Linked DNA regions of Mus musculus: region 2 is linked to region 1. The links are chromatin contacts, called in public HiChIP or PLAC-seq maps. All regions are on one chromosome and are shown on one strand. The core of a region is the stretch at or near the end of the contact, and the rest is flanking DNA. Distances in the headings are between cores, read along the strand shown. Region 1 has its middle 14 kb from the start of Gm39149. Region 2 overlaps Plpbp (pyridoxal phosphate binding protein).

What was found. HiChIP or PLAC-seq counts read pairs in DNA pulled down with a chosen protein or histone mark.
Region 2: a FOXA1 HiChIP or PLAC-seq map of pancreatic cancer cells shows a contact between it and region 1. The contact joins two enhancer-like sites. A contact is called at or near these places in 2 of 115 datasets of contacts at active chromatin or transcription factors (bone marrow-derived macrophages and pancreatic cancer cells) and 1 of 9 other capture datasets (adipose tissue).

Annotation. Positions count from the first base shown.
Region 1 is chr8:26,591,424-26,596,603 of GRCm38.p6, reverse strand. No RefSeq gene overlaps it. Among named protein-coding and RNA genes, the nearest start is that of Gm39149, 14 kb to the right of the region's middle. Within about 2 kb of position 2,908, at least 28 of the 459 cell types and tissues checked have an H3K27ac peak or open chromatin away from gene starts, as enhancers often do. A contact at or near this core is called in pancreatic cancer cells, where this site is marked.
Region 2 is chr8:27,055,256-27,060,316 of GRCm38.p6, reverse strand. Plpbp (pyridoxal phosphate binding protein) reads right to left here. Exons shown (of 8, transcript NM_054057.4): 8 at 4,185-5,061. Among named protein-coding and RNA genes, the nearest start is that of Plpbp, 15 kb to the right of the region's middle. Within about 2 kb of position 1,731, at least 138 of the 459 cell types and tissues checked have an H3K27ac peak or open chromatin away from gene starts, as enhancers often do. A contact at or near this core is called in pancreatic cancer cells, where this site is marked.

The DNA of each region.
Region 1 (5,180 bases), core at 1,659-4,158:
TCCCACAGGCCAATTTGTTTGAAGCAACCCCTCAACTAAGGTGACTCTAGCTTGTGCCAGTTTGCGACAATAAAAAACTAACGGTCTCATGTGGAAAACAATGCCACCTGGCTTGTTAATATGGATCTCCTCACAAAAGTAAGGGGAAGTGTTTTGTGAACAGCTTTGGTAGAGATTGAAGATGTGGTGTTGAAGGTGTTCGCAGGCCACCCTCAGAGGTTAGGGACAACAGTGTCCTTGTGGGAGTTCTAGTCTTCTGCTAGACACCTGGCAGACGAGGAGGCCTTGCCTTCCACCTTTTGTTCCTGGGCAGCATCCAAGAGTTATGGGCATTCGGTTCCCCCCAAGAATGAAACATTATCGCCATCCTTGAAGGATGAGGTGTCCCGAATGGCACGGGACTGAGCAGTGCTTTTTCTCCGTCTTTCTGCCGGAATTTAAGAGGCCCCCAGAGCAGCTGGGTTTATTAGGACCCATAAGAGCTGTGCTATAACCGGGACACGGGCAGCCGTAAACCTGTACCTTGAAGTTTGCAACAAATCCTGAAGTGGGGAACTAGGACGAGCTCTTGTCTCTGTCAGCAGAAAAAAATAAAATAAAATAAAATAAAATAAAGGGAGAAATGCAACTCCAGCAGAAAACAGACCTGAGAAGGGAAGGCAGAAAGAGTGAGAGAGAGAGCGAGCGAGCGCGGCTGCAAAAGCAATGCCAGCAATGAGGCTAAAAGCAACCATCAGGACATAAAAAGCAGGCAGCCTGTGGGAACCTCCCTGAATAAGCCCCAGGGAAATGCGCCTGCACAGTAAAATCAGCCTGGCTCACGGGTGTGTGTGTGTGTGTGTGTGTGTGTGTGTGTGTGTGTGGCTGCGGGGGAGGAGTAATTAGAAATAAACACACACGCGCACACATGCACACGCACACATATACACACATGTGCACAGACAGAGGAACAGATAATCTGGGTGGAGGATGGCAAATTGTGGATAAAGAATAAAAGACAGCCAAGGGCCTTCTCTGAAGTCATCGTGGACAGCAGCCTCTTGGAAAAGGGTGGGCGTCTTTGCATCTGTCCTGTGATGGCTTCTTAGATGCTCTACCTGATTTTTCCCTGAATACCCACGACTACTTTAAGACTGAACAAAGACCAGGAACTTTACTGTCTTTATAAAAGAGCAGAGCAAGAGGTGAGGACAATGGGCTTTGGTGGCAGCTCACACTTGGTGCTTACTGCGCAGGCGCCTCCCCCCCCACCCTCCCAAGGGTCGTTGGCCAGTGCCTTCCTCCTTGGACAAAGAAGAACCTTCCTGGGGACCCCAGGAAGTTCATGTTTGTCCCCTAGCCCACACTCCTTGCATGGCAAGTCCCATTACTTGATAACACAGTCTCCTCACGATCAGAACCCCGAACATAAATCAGACGATGATTGATCCTCTTCTCTCAGGCATTTTATTGGGGGGTGGCACTTGAAACACGATGCTTAAGGTTGTTGGGGCCTTTGGGCAAAGTGATTTTCCTAATGCAGGGACTATGAAATTCAAAGACTTCCTGCCACTCCGTTCTTTCCTGGAACATGGACAGGATACCTGGAGCTGCAAGGGCCACCTGTGACCGTGTTGTCAGGGGGGATGGGAGGAAAAAGAGGGAACAAAAAGCCAAAGCTAAATAATTCTAAGGCAGACATTTTGAGAACAGACAGAGCCTGCACCTCCATCAGTTGACTTCGGTTATGTGAGAAAATAAACACTTCTTTAAGTCACCCTGAATTGAGCGTTTAGTGCTCGCGGGCAAACTCAGTCTTCGCAGAACATTCAGACAAGAAGGACTTGATGCCACCTTGTTTTAACTTCTAACCTTCTGGTTGCCTCTTTTCAGCTAGTGAAACTTACTTAGCTGCTGAAGTATTAAAGAACCCCGCCATTCTTCACGGTGTAACACTGAATGGCTTGGGTTGGGCATTGGGAAAGCCTCAGTTTCCGGGAGCCCAGGCTGCCTCTCCAGCCTTCTCTGCCTGCCCTTGCCTCTCTGCTAGCCCCGTGTTTAACTCTCCTAGATCTCAGCTCACATCTGCCTCTGCTCAGTGTGTTCTTGTTTGACATCTTCTCTGCTCTAGAACGAGTTAAATTTTTTATTGATTTATTTTTCTTTCTTTTTTTTCTTGTGAGTGTGTTGGGAGGAAGAAGAGGGAAAATAAATTATACATCTCCCAAGATACGATCTGTAGTTAATTCTTAATTAGGACTGACAGATGCTTCCCCCATAATCCCATTCCCAACATGTTCTGTTTGCTTTGTTTGGTGCTGGAAGATGTATTGTGACACAGTAATGACCTTTGTAAGCTTGTCCTGGAAGTGTTATTGGCATTCTAATGATTTATTGCATGTTCCAGTTGATTACAGGGCCATTTGTCAGCATTTTATTTCTCTCTCCATAAACCTGTCTCCTGCGTCACAGGCATTTGCTGGATGAAATTTAAACAAATACAGTACACAGCTCTTATTCAACTTCTGTTTTCACTTGCAGCTTCTGAGCCAGCCCATTCTGGCCAGGAGAAGGCTTTTTATGACAGATGCTGCCCTGGCTCTCCCGGGGCTCTGTGTGAGGCTGGCAAAAGGCGATTTTCTTTCTATCGATTTGCAATTGCTCATTGTGGGAATCTGTTTCAAAGCTGAGTTGGCCAGGCTGGTAACCCATTACATGTGTGGACTATGTCTCTGGGTTTTCCCAAATGGCCATTTGGTGCCTGTTGGCATAAAAGGAAATGGCTGACTAGCCAAGGAGCTGTTATTATGTCCTAACCTCAGTCTGGTAGATTTACTTCTTAATTCCCCATAACCACAGACTCACCACAGCATCGACAGGTCCAAGCAAGCTGAAGGGACATTCAGAGAGAGTATGAGTCATGCCACCATAGCATGAATGCTTGTCCTATACTTCAATGGGTGACTTCTATTCCACCTGATCCAGAGCTTTGGAGTTACAGGGTAGTCTGGCTTCATGTTGATGTTGACATTGTTTATGTGAGTCAGGTTACCCCTTTTCAGTAAATGCCTCACAGAGGTGCTCTGAGGATAAATAAGCCCCATTAGTGACAGAACTCAGAGAGTCCCCATGAGAAGGGCTTTGCATCGATGCACAGTTACTATTGGCCTTGTGTTAGGATATCAAGTGGCAGGGTTCTAGAAAGCATGTGGCAATTGGAAATACTGTTGTCACCCTTCTTGGGAAATAGTGTGTTATGCAGTGGTCCTCTCACATTCAGTCCTTCTGAGGAAGTACCAAATTGTCTCTTGCTTGCCTGAGCCGGTTTCTAGCATTCCAAAGATGAGGTCAAGAATCTGTGCAGAGCGGCAACAGAGAAGAACGTCAACCTTCTCCTTCCAAAACCAACAAATTGTAGTTTCACTCCAGAGGGATAGCAGGGTGCTAAGAGGAAGATGGACAGGGAATGGATTGACTTCTAAACAGCAGAAATGTGCCTAGTGTCCTCTACAGCTTGGTTCTCTCTGTGTCCATCATAGTCTACTACTTTGAAGTCACTGAGACCAAAACTTCTATTGTGACCTCATAACTCTCATTTTCTTGACAGTCACCTACAATTTGCACCCTGGTCTTCTTAACCAGGGACCAGATAACCATGAGGTTGGCCTTTGTTCATCTTTCTAGGTATCTCTTGGCCAAGGTATCTCATAGAGCTTTGAACCATATTCATGCTTACTGAAACTTTATTTGTTCTATTTTCTCCTACTCTGAGTTTTCCATACAAAGACTGACAGGTCCTCCTATATAAAAACTTTTGCCCCTCCCACCATCTGTCCCCTGCACCAAGGGTTAACTCTATTGTGTCTTGCCCAGGTCAGTCTGACGTGTGGTCCTCTTCTCTTCTTTCATGGCAATGTCATAGTCCTAAAGTTTGCTCTTCTGGTCAGTTTCTTCAGAGAGATAAAGACCCTACCCTTGTTGTCTCTGAACATTTAAGATGCTGAATGCCACATGATAGTAGTTGATTGTCTAGTAAATGTTGAGCATGTGGTAGCAATGATGTTATAAATGTTCCAGGTCCCATTTTCTAGCATGATTATCCAAGGCTAGTGTTCCAGTGAGAGGAAGTTAGTTATTGAGAAGCCAAATGTGACCAACTTTCCACTAGTTGCATTCACGTGGTGCATAGTTGAGCTGGAGGAATTAGCTTAACCCAATTCTAGACATAAGAGGTTAGTTATGGGCATTTATGGGACAGCCATAACTTGAGATTGGATGGAGTAGGGAAGTATGGAAACACATAACAATTGTGTTGGTTTGAATATGCTTGGCCCATGGGAAGTGGCACTATTAGGAGATGTGGCCTTGTTAGAAGAAGTCCATCACTGTGGGGGTGGGGTTTGAGATATTATGCTCAAGTCCTTCCTGGTGTGAAATGGACCTTCCTACTGGCTGTCTGCAAAAGACCCTCCTACCTGGCTGCCTTTGGATCAAGATGTAGAATTTTTGGCTGCTCCATCACTGTGTCCACCCGGATACTGCCTTGCTTCCTGCCATATAATAATGGACTGAACCTCTGAAACTATAAGCCAGACCCAGTTAAAAAAAATTATGTATAAGAGTTGCCTTGATCACGGTGTCTCTTTGCAGCACTAAAACCCTAACCAAGACAATAATCCTCAACTGCAATTGTTCTTCAGCTCAACATTTCCTCATGACAAGAGAAACAAATGTTTGAAAATTGTGTGTGTGTGTGTGTGTGTGGAGGGGGGAATACTCATATCATCATGAAGAGATTCTTCATGATAGAATTATTCTCTTCCTGTGACTTGGAAAAATGTGGAGGATAGCAGGAGATATTAAATGGATGGGCAGAGTGGAGATGGAGTTAAGTGAAGGGCAGAGAATTATCTTCACTACTTCCCTACATGGGCCCCCTAGGGAGCAGGGCCTAGGTGGCACCCACTGGCAGGAAGAGTCACAGGCAGAAGTAGTAGGTTGACTGTTCCACTGGGGTCTGATTTCTCAGCTACTGCGAGGGTCTCAGGATAGATAGATGTGCAAAGCCATCCCCTCAGCAGCACCCACACAGGACACTGACAGTCTGTGGAGGTGACAGTGCTCTTATACACGGGGCAGAAAGGACTCTGGCCCTTGGCTCAGGGGAACAGATGGGCGAGGAGAGGGGCATCCCCAGGAGA
Region 2 (5,061 bases), core at 482-2,981, 460 kb before region 1:
CTCGATGTTGGGTAGTCTGGAGGAACACTGAGTTCATCCAAAGCAGCCGTGCCTCCTGCATTCCCCACTCAACGGGGAAGAGGGGCAGGGCTTCACGGTGCTCCAGTGGCAGGCCTTGCAAGCTATTGAGCTATTGTCTCTGAGATGTGTTGAGGCCAACGTCCCTTCGGACCCTCCCGCTTTACCCTCCTCTCCCAAAGGGAACTTCTGTTGCTGTTATTTGCAACAGTGAGTGGCTACTCCCCCCCCCCCCCCCCCCCAACCAAGCTATCCCATCAAAAGCAGCACCCTTCAGTGCTTTGAGTTCAGGAGAAGCCAAATCAAAAGCAAACCCTGAATTCCTCTTGCTCATGGCCAATAAAAACCTTGCTTCGGAGCGGAGCTGGCTTCCTTTGCTGAAATCAGATATCCTAGTAATAAACAAGTCCTAAAGGCAGGGGGAGAGCCTTGCTTCTTTCTACTGATTAGTTTTTCTTCCTTTAAAAGGGGCCTCTCCTATAACAGGATGCCTGCCCTAGAAACTCGAGCACAGAAGGTGGCCCAGCCTAGCCCTGCCCTGAGCTGCCCTGCCCTGTATCACCTCCCCCTGGCCAAGAACCTTCCCCCTGGGCTCCTATGGGTGGGATGGGCTCTGCTTTCCCTAATGCTACGCTGTTTAGCTAAAAGGCAAGACAAAGGGGCTTGGGGGAGAAGAGGCCTTAGCTGTCTGGGGAACTGGCAGTGGTTTCCAGGGAGAGCTGAGTTCTTGCCCTTTGGCTCCTGGTACTGTTGGAAAAGGGAAAGTGGAGTTATCACAGGTGGGGGCCCTAGAGGCCTGTGCCTGCCAGGTAATGTACTCTGTCACCGAGCTACAGTCTCAGCTCTCATGGGAATTTAACTGTTGAGTCCAGGCCCAGAGAAGGCATCAGAGCAGACAGCAGGGTAAAAAGACATGGTGATTTGCTTCCTGGGGGCAGCCTTGCCTTTGCTCCTTAGCTCTTTCTAGGCCCTTCTTCCTGCCCTGCCCAGTCTCTGGGCAGATACGTGTGTTAGCCAGCTGTGGAGAGTGCCCTCCCTTGATATGCAGACCTCTCTCATCTCCCAAATAGGTTTTTTGTTTGTTTTTGTTTTTTTGTTTTTTGTTTTTTGAGACAGGGTTTCTCTGTGTAACCCTGGCTGTCCTGGAATTCATCTTGTAGCCCAGGCTGGCCTCGAACTCAGAAATTCACCTGCCTCTGCCTCCCAAATGCTGGGATTAAAGGCGTGCACCACCGCCCGGCTCCAAATAGGTTTTTATGTGACTTTGCCGGCAGAAGATGTGCGCCGCTGCTGTTTGTTTGTTTGTTTGTTTGTTTTCCCTCCGACACTATCTCTCTCGGGAGAGTTTCTGGTCAAGAGAATTATGTTGAGGCTGCAGATTGCGAGAGAATCGCGCCTAATGGGGAACAGACGGACAAGACACCTTTCATGTCCAGCCAAGTTTCTTTCCCCTCCCCTCTCTCGCTCTCTTTTCTCATCTTCCCTTTTTGGCTTCAAAAATCGGGCCCGCTCTGTGCCTGTTTCTTTGGTACATCTGCTGAATAAGGTCACACGTTGATTTTATTTTGGAAATTGGCAGCTCAGTCGAGCTGAGCTCCGAGGCTGCAGAGCAGGGGCACTGTTGGATGTCGAAAGGGGCAACTCTAGCCTGCAACTGGCACTGGGGTAGCCTAGCTCATTAAGTGTTGAGGAGCACCTCCGTACCCAAATTGCGCCCTCTGCTGGCGCGGCATCTCCAGAGTCGCCCAAGCTTGGAGGAATTAATTAGATGGAAGGTGCTGCATCTCTGGTTCCTTCCACAGGCTCCTTCAGTTAACCCCGTGCAATACTCTATAGGGAAGAAAGTGCTGGTTCTGAGGCCCCTTGGGACGCTTAAGTCATTAAAGGAGAACTTAAGTCTAAGGGCCTTGTAAATGCCCGCTTAAGGGCTGGTGAAATGACTCAGTGGGAAGAAGTGTTTACTGAGCAAACACGATGACCTGAGTTTGACCCCTGGATCCGGTTGGAAGGAGGGTGCTGATTCTAGCAAGTTGTTCGCTGATTTCCATATGCACACCTGCGCTCAGGCACGCAAACACCTTGCACGTGCGCTTGAGGCTGCGAGTGTGGTGGCTTCCTGGCTTAGCATGTGCTAGGGTTAGAATTAGATTCCCCAGAACAATACAAAACCAGCTCTCCTCTCCCCCGCCCCCTTTTCTTTGTGTTCCTCCAGAGAAGGCAGATTTGTAAAACATTTGGGAGGATGCTGGTGGTTTGGATTCCTTGGCCCTTAGTCATGAGGATGATGTAAGAGCATCCAACTGATTTCATGGTAAGGACAGTCACAGTTCTCAGCAAACCGTTTCCAATCGCACCCTGGCAACTCCCCACCCGGCCCTGTCTCAGAAACTACCCTCTTCCCAGAACTTTGGTGGGAAGCATGGGAGTGAGTTACTTGCTTTCCAAAGCTCGGCGTGAGTGTACTCTTGGACCCCATCCCTTCCCTGTCTAGCCTTGGGTAACAGAAGTCACTGCTGCTCCAACCCAGGGGGTTTGGTGTGGGCGGATTGGCACACATTGGTCTCTGTGAAGACTGCATCTGGAGGAGGGATGTAGGAGTCAGGGGAGAGGGCTGGCGGCTGGCTGATGCTAAATGTTGGGAAATGGGATGATGGGAGGGAGGCAGATTCTCCTCCTGTCTGGGCTTAATTCTCCTTCCTTCTTACACCCTCTGCTTGTGGTTTCAGAGTTTGTTCTGTATTAAGATACATCAGTTCTCAACTAGCACAATGGACTGAAAAAATGAAAACTGTGGACTTCTTTTCTAGCAATACGGCGTTCTAAAGTTATAGCTGCAAATCTAATACAGTGCTTACCACTGATTAAAGCTGGCAACAGAAGCTGCGTGCAACTTGGTGGTAGAAAGCCTGTAGAAGAAGTAGGGTGCCAATCTTAGCACTGCCAAATAATAACAGCAATAATAATAATATCCTCATCACCATTACCATCATCATCATCCTGTCCTTAGACAAGGTGTGTGTGTGTGCGTGTGTCCATGTCCCCATCCCCAGCCTCAGTGCTGGATCCAAAATGGGGACACTTACAGATTGCCTAAATACTTGAGTTGTCATGAGAGGACACAGGGCTGGGGAGATGACTTAGTGGATAAAGTGCTTACTATGCAAGACAAAAGATCTAAGTTCAAATCCCCCGAACCCATGTAAAGCCAGGCATAATAGCCTCCTTTTGTAACTCCAGTGTTCCTACTGCAAGATGGGACATAGAGTCCGGAAAACTCCTGAAAGTTTGTGGTCCAGCTAGCCTGGCAATACAGCTGTGAACAATGAAGTGACCCTGTCTCAAGGTGAGAACTAGACCTGAGGTTGTCCTCTTATCTCTACACGTGTACAGTACCCGCAGCAGAGGCATGCCCCGACTTACTCACACGAGTGTGCACACATGCCAGTTACAAAGAGGAAGGGGAGCTGGAGAGCTGGCTCAGCAGTTAAGGATGCTGCTGGCTCAGCAGTTAAGGATGCTGCTGGCTCAGCAGTTAAGGATGCTGGCTGTTCTTCAGGAGGACCTGGGTTTGAATCCCAGCACCCATATTATGGTTTACCACCTGTAACTCCAGTTCTAGGAGATCTGACATTCTCTTCTGGCCTCCACAAGTACTGCACAGATGTAGTGCACAGATGCACATGCAAGCAAAATAGCCACACTCACACACATATGTATGTATATATGCATATATAATACACATACAATATATATGTATGCATATACATATATACATTTGTATATACATAATATATTTTGGTGTTTCAAGACAGGGTTTCTCTGTGTGAAACCTGGTTGTCCTAGAACTCACTCTAGGAGATCAGGCTGGCCTTGAACTTAAGAGATCTACCTGCCTCTGCCTTCCAAGTGCTGGGTTTAAAGGGGTGCACCACCACCGATCAGCTAAAATTAATGTTTTTAAAATGGTGGTGGCTGGAGAGATGGTCCAGCAGTTAAGAGCATCTGCTGCTGGTTTTAGAGGACCCAGGTTCTCTTTCCAGCACCCATGTGGTACCTCACAACCATCCATAACTCCAGCAATTTGACCCTCTTCTGACCTCCATGATCACTAGACACACATGGGATGCACAAACACAGATTTGAGAAAAACACCCACACGCATAATATAAAAGGCTTAAATGCTTTATTTGAAAGAGAAAAGAATACAAGGCCTCCTGAGCCTCTCAAACCTGATGCTGGATTTGGGATACTCGATGGCTTATCTTGGTTGTCACCTCGACAACGTTTGGAACCAACTAAAACCCAAGCAGCTGGGCACACCTGCGAGGGACTTTCCTTGGTTGAAATTCTGAAGTGGGAAGACCCATTTAAGTCTGGATGTTTTGCGGTCAGAAGACCCACCCGAACTCTGGGCCGCACCTCCTGGCGGTGACCCACATAAAAGGACTTGGAAGAAGGAAGCTTGTGCTCTCTGTCTGCTTGCCCGACTCTCTTGGGGCAGATCATCTATTCTGAGCCATTCCTCTGCTGGAAGTAAGCCTACTTCCTTTTGGGATTCCAATGTGGAATGAAAACTGGCAGCTCTTTAGGGTCTCCCTGGGATTCCAGCACCTGCGCTGAAGAGATGTCCAGTCTTAAGGAATGAGCAATTACTGGATCCCTTACCTATCTGTCTACTGTTGGACTGTCTGGACTTCAGCCTGTAAGCCACTCTAATAAATCCCGTGTGTGTGTGTGTGTGTGTGTTCATTTTATCTGTCTGTCGTTCCTTAGAGAACTTTAATACAGGGCATGCACACACACACACACCAGGGCATGGGCTGTTGGGGAGAGGCAGTTACTGGCTGGGTGGGTCTGACTTTAAACTTGCCCTGATGCTGTCACTGCTGCTATTAAAACCTGGGAGTAACCCAAGCAGCTGTCTCACATGAAACAATAGTCTCATAGCCTGGCTGAATGTTCTCAAGAGAGCCGTCCCGTTGTGGATATAGTCGGGCTTCTTTCCTTCATCTGGACTAAAGTTCTCTCCTGGCTTCTCCTCTA